Linked DNA regions of Arachis hypogaea: region 2 is linked to region 1. Evidence: chromatin contacts called from public Hi-C data. All regions are on one chromosome and are shown on one strand. The core of a region is the stretch at or near the end of the contact, and the rest is flanking DNA. Distances in the headings are between cores, read along the strand shown.

Region 1 (3,092 bases), core at 48-2,547:
AGATCTCAAAAATAATTTTAGGAAAATCAAGTAAATTTAGAATGAGATTATTTTATTTAAGTGAAAAAATCTAAATTTAAGTTCCATTTAAAATTTATTACTTAACAATAAATGATCAGATACACAAATATAAATACTTGATTAAGTGGTTTAATGCAATTCTGTTAAGATACTAATTACAATTGGTTAGAGTCTACATCAATACAATATATTCAAAGTAAAAATAAAATGGTCAGCTGCATCTACATCTTGATAATAATATTTTTCAATAATTAACATGTATCTTCTTATTTTATTTTCTAAAAATAATTTAAATATTTTTTATACAAATAGACGAATATTAAGAATTTAATTTTGATATACTTTTTTTTATTAAAGATAGAGAGATTCAAATTCGCGATCTTTTAGATGAGTATGAAAAAATTATGCTATTATATAAAATAATTTTACATATGCATCTAATAATATAATATCACATTATAAAAAATTATTATTATTTTTATTAACTATATGAATAATCATTTAAGTAGATGGATATGATTGTATAACTATAAACTATTAGCATCAAAATTAAACTAAAAATATTAAGGGGATGCTCCCATAAAAACGCAAAAAACGTCTTTTTTTAAAGATATTTTTTAATAATTAAAATTTAACACATATAATCACTTAAATTATGTTATTTTTGTCAAAATTAGGTCAGACAAATTAATTTAACCGAAAAATAGTGAATCAAATTTTAAATTCGTCTAAATTAATATTATTTTTTTATAAAAAATGACTACAATATCCTATTATATAAAATGACTAAAATACTCTTATTATATATATTAATTTTGAGAATTTTAAATTCTAGCCCTTTTCTTCTCTATCGTTAGGGATATTTTAGTTGTATTTTATAATAGGGATATTGTAGTAATTTTTTATAAAAAAATATTAATTTATACTGGTTTAAAAATTTAATTTATTAATTTTTTTGCTAAACTGATTTGTCCAGTCTAATTTTAATAAAAATAATACAATTTAATTGATTATATGTGTTAAATTCTAATTTTTAAAAAACACCTTTAAAAAAAAAATATTTTTGACATCTTTATCTAAGTGGCTCCCAAATATTAATATTATAAATGAGGCAGGAAATATTTATTTATTAGATATAATATGGAAGTCTTGTCGCTGAATTTCATGAGCCCAGCAGGGTTTATCACCGTCTGGAGCAATAAAGGGAAAAAGAAAATTGAATTAAGAACCAAGCCAAGATTCGAGTATAAATAGAAGGGATGGAAAGCAGATAATGATACTGAACCTTTAATTTGAAGTTACGCATTTTCTGCTTCTATCTTGTTGTTACGTTAGTTATTGTTCGCATGCCTCCATGGCTAATAACTTTCTCGCGTTAGCTTGCGTGTGCAACGATGGAGGCTCGAGTTCCGGCCACCTTTCGCCGCGACCACGCTACCCTTCTATGCCGAGGTATCCAAAGGGCGTCTCGGCGGCAGAAGGGAGCAGCATGGACACTATGGTCTTGGCAAAAGCCTATTTCTGCGTCACTGGAATGACTTGCTCCGCCTGTGCCGGCTCCGTCGAAAAATCCATCAAACGCCTTCCGGGTATTCGTGAGGCCGTCGTAGATGTTCTTAACAACCGTGCTCAGGTCCTCTTCTACCCCACTTTCGTTAACGTAAGTACACCATTATTAAACTTTACTAGTTATTGCTAACCCTAGCTATCATATCTTACGTGAATGTGTATATATGTGATTTCAAGGATTTTGCTTCCATTGATTATTGTACTATGCAGAACTGAATGAACAATGGAGATTGTGATGCTCATACACGTTTGACAATTCTTTATCCGGTTTTGTGACTAATTAATCAATTATATGAACATGAAATTATCAAGTTTTACATCCAAATTTTTAATTAAGTATTTCTTTAATAACAATTATTCTTCCCTTAGTCTTATTTTAGTATTGTCTTATCATACTATATTCTCGTGGAAGTAATCCATTCCTACTGCACAGTTGAACTCTAACAACATTGATGTTGATTTATGAAACCCTAAAAAAATGAATAGTACATCATTTTTTATCTTTTATTTTTATATAGGATCATTCTAGTATATGATTATGCTATAATGAATACGGTGGTTATAATTTATTTTTTATATATTATTTTAAAAAGTACTTTATTTAATGATAATAAAAATATACTAAATTCGATATATCTATACTTCTATATTATTCATATAAAAAAAATTAATACACAGTTTTTTTTTTTTGAAGTACTCTTATATATATGAATCCAAATGTAGATACCCACTTACATTTTTTTTGTCTAAACATGGAAAGAAACAAAGCAAATACTATCTTATATTCGAGCGAATGATTTGCTGGAGATCAGTACAAGACTCAAACCAAATAACATGATTAGAGTTAATCTTGACACCATATCTAGTCATCCAATAACCTTGTCACGGAAAGAAATCTTGGAAGTCACCCTAGAACTAAGGTTGCCCTTACTTGATCCCTCCTTCACACCTAATGCAAACCCTTTCACGCTCTCCCCCTTATCTCTTTCGATGGCATGACCATTTTTTTCACCGTGTTTCACTTTCAAACGCTCTCTCCCGCTCTCTCCTTCTCTCATTCTCCTTCTCTCATTCTCCCTGAGTACAGAGTACGTACTCTTTTTCTGCTAGGGTTTTCTCCGTTGCTAGTTGCTTCTTGATCTTATACCCACTTACATATTCAAAACATATATAGCATACATAAAGAGAAGAAGAGAGAGTAAATAATATTTTTGTGGACCTCCCTTTTTTTTTCCTATTTAAAATATGTACTTATGTATGCTATGTTGTATAATTTGAATATGTACGTGAGTATCACCAAATTCAAAATTTCTTAACTAACTTATAAATCACTTACTTGTCATCTCAGTTAATTATATTTTTATTATTTTTATAGATAGTTAATAAATAAAAGAGTGTAGTCATTAGTTAATATAATACAAAAAGTGAGTCAATCAAGCTTTTTTTTTTAATAATTAACATTAAAACTCTCGTAAAATTGGCAACTAGAGAATGGATCAAAT
Region 2 (3,167 bases), core at 192-2,691, 300 kb before region 1:
CCAGGACATGGTCAGAGCGGTGCTCCACAAAGTTCAGAATTCCCAACAAATGCATTGCTACCCATCAATTTGAATGAATTCCCTGTTGGAATTGAACCCATGATATTGTTGAAGGACACATTGAGAAGTTGTAAACTTTAAGAACTACCAAACTTTTCAGGTATGGGGCCATTGATTTATTTGATAGGTCTATAACACTAAGAACAGGGATACTGGCTAGTTCTTCTGGTATATGACCTATCATATTGTTGTTCGACAAGTTCAGTTTTTCAAGAGCCTGACATTTGGAAAAGCTGTTTAGTATAGTTCCAGATAAGTTGTTCTTATCTAGATCAATAATTGAAATTGACTTACAGGACTCAAACTGAGGAAGATCACCTGAAGTTTTGGCTCCACTTCTCACTGCGAACTTGTTTTCTGCTAGCACAAAACTTAGACACATATTAGCTCTTAAAATAAAATAGAACAAAAAAAACATGACCAGGATTTAACTATCGTTAGTTTTTGGGAACAAATTAGTCATTGTAAAATCTTGCAATAAATCTAATAAGTGCAAACAACTAGTCAATTTGTTCAGAATGTAGGCAATGAAATAGAGAGATCTGAGTCCTATACAAAATGCAAAAAGCAACAACACCTATATTTGGTTTAGATTTTAGATGACTTAGCCACCACAAACATGATTAATTCTAGGCATAAATTAAAAATTTCTGAATAATTCTTTCCTCTCAGTAGAGTTCATGACTTCAGAGAGTCACGATTAGGACCAGAAAAAACATGACCAGGATTTCTGGATTTAGGAAATAGGAGATTACGATTAGGTCATAGTTTGTACCTGAAATAGGGAATTTCCAAATGAAACTGAAGTTGGCTTTGAAAAGAGTTCAGTAACAAATTATAGAGTTAAGATTCAATCTAAAACAAAAGAAAACAAATTAAAGTCGCTCAATACAAACAGAATCATTAAAAAAAGTAGTGAATAAAAAAAAACATGAGTTTATGCTACAGAATAATTGAAGTGAATCTGAGAAATTAGGGATTGAAGAAATTAGATACTAGGTTCTTCTGTGCTTTTTAAGTTGCTTCAGGATCCAAATTAGATTAATGATTAGTACCAAATCAATCTTTGAAGACCTATTCTGTAGTAATGCTAAGCAAATTTTTTATCCAAAAAATTGATGAAAAATCAATGAAGAACAAAAGAGAGAGAGAGAGAGAGAGAGTAAGTGAGTAACTAATTTTGATTGAGCAGCAACAACAACAGTGCAGAGAGACAAAGCAACAGCAGCACCGATGTGATGGAAGCAGTGGAGCGACAGCCGCACGGAAGCAGTAGAGCGACGGATGGAGAATGAGGGTTGAAGTATGCAAGGTGAATTCAGGGATAAAATAAGGGTCGGGGAAAATTGAAATGGTGAATTTGGGGAAATGAAGGAAACGCGAGGAGTGAGTGGGGGAAAAGTTATTTTATTGATAAAAATCGATAGCATACTCGTTGATTTTAATTTAAAAAAAAATGTCTTAGTCGTCGATTTTATATATTAAATCTATACCCTCCATTTTATTTTGAAAAGTGATTAAGATCGTTTAAATTTATCGACGACAAAATGTGTCGATATTTTAAATAATAAAATAGATGCTATGTTCGTCGATTTTAAAATAAAAGTATTTTCCACTCACGGTCCGTCGAGAATATGTCGATAATAAGAGAACGGTTAATGGATTACCAAAAAATCGACGACCTTGCTGTTGACTTTAATATTTTATTTTTAATTATCATTTTTAATAATATCGACAGCAAGCCGTCGAAAAATATCGATGGGAGAGATAACCGTCGATTTTTAGCATCGAAAAATACACTTTTTCTTGTAGTGATATATGTATATTTCAGTTTTAATTTTAATATTTTAATTTTAATTTAATGCAATTAAAGAATATCGTGTTGCATATTTTGATTGTCAAATTAGTAATTAGTCATTGATATTAAATTAATAATGATGTATAAAGTTATTTGTTTGTGTAACTTTGTAAGTTACAAAAGTTAAAAGTTAAATGATAAAAATTAAATATTGCAAAATAAAATTACTTATTGAATGGGTCCGTAAACGATTTTGATTCAATCATGCTCTATTTTGAAAAAAACTATTAAATTTTGTAATGATTGTATTATCAAATTTAAAATAATATTAAATTCTCTTGGTACAAACTCACATTTTTTTTATGTATTATTGCCTTACAACAAATTTCAAAGTGTGGACAATTTATAGTGTCTGTCTTTAATAAGTTCAAGTCTTTTAAGTTTTTCAGATGTGCTCAATCAATAATTTACAAATATAACCCATATAGGGGTTAATAATAATAATTAACTTTTATATTTACCATAAATATTTTTAAAATTCATCTAGTGTAACCGTAATTTCTTTACCCTGTAAACTCACTGCACTCTCCTTTCTATCCACAGAAGTCAGAACCACCACCCCTTTCTCCACTCTTCTGTCTTCTCTGGTCTCTGCTGTTGCCGTCCAGCCCAGCCCTTGCTGCCGGTCTCAGTGCATCTCCCGGCGTCATTCTTAGCCTCTCTCCATCCCTCGTTTATTCTCAGTATCTCTCTTCTCTCTTCGCGTCATTCGCCTCAGTGCGCCATCGTTCTCTCTGCTGTCGTCGTGGCACCCGCATCGTTTCGTTTAGCATCGTCATTCTCAGCAAGTCAGCGTCGTCGTTCTCAGCGAGTCAGCGTCGTCGTTCAGCATCGTGTCATCCCTTCATCGCTGCACTTCTAGAGTTTCAATAGAGCCTCAGCCTCAGGTAAGAATTTTCTTCATTGATTTCATTCAATTTTTTGTTTTATTTATGTTTTTGTTCAGTTTTTTTGTATGAATTCACTTCATTGATTTCATTCAATTGTTTTTTTGTTCTGTTTATGTGTTTGTTCAAATTTTTTTGGTTCTGTTTATGAGGTTTAAAAAATTTTAAATTCTATTTTTATGGTTCCAGAATGAGGTGATTAGCTTTTAGGATCTTATATAGTTATATTTATATGCTAGTATGATTCAGTCATTCAGCTACATTATGGGCGTGATGTAAACACTCATGTTTATTCATGTTTTTTAAAAACACTCCATGTAGGACATAGTTTTATGATGCAGAGATCATAATTATGGGTGTGA

Evidence for each region. Hi-C and Micro-C count contacts between places; a contact is called where the count stands out from the background.
Region 2: a contact with region 1 is called in a Hi-C map of leaf, with 2.1 times the contacts expected there. The contact joins the promoter of LOC112732776 here to the promoter of LOC112732772 in region 1. A contact is called at or near these places in 2 of 8 Hi-C or Micro-C datasets (both in leaf).

What each region holds. Positions count from the first base shown.
Region 1 is chr13:114,445,180-114,448,271 of arahy.Tifrunner.gnm2.J5K5, reverse strand. LOC112732772 (probable copper-transporting ATPase HMA5) reads left to right here and starts at 1,297. Exons shown (of 6, transcript XM_025781552.3): 1 at 1,297-1,681. The coding sequence starts at 1,376.
Region 2 is chr13:114,745,706-114,748,872 of arahy.Tifrunner.gnm2.J5K5, reverse strand. LOC112732776 (sodium/hydrogen exchanger 8) reads right to left here and starts at 1,441. Exons shown (of 10, transcript XM_025781571.3): 1 at 1,236-1,441; 2 at 355-417.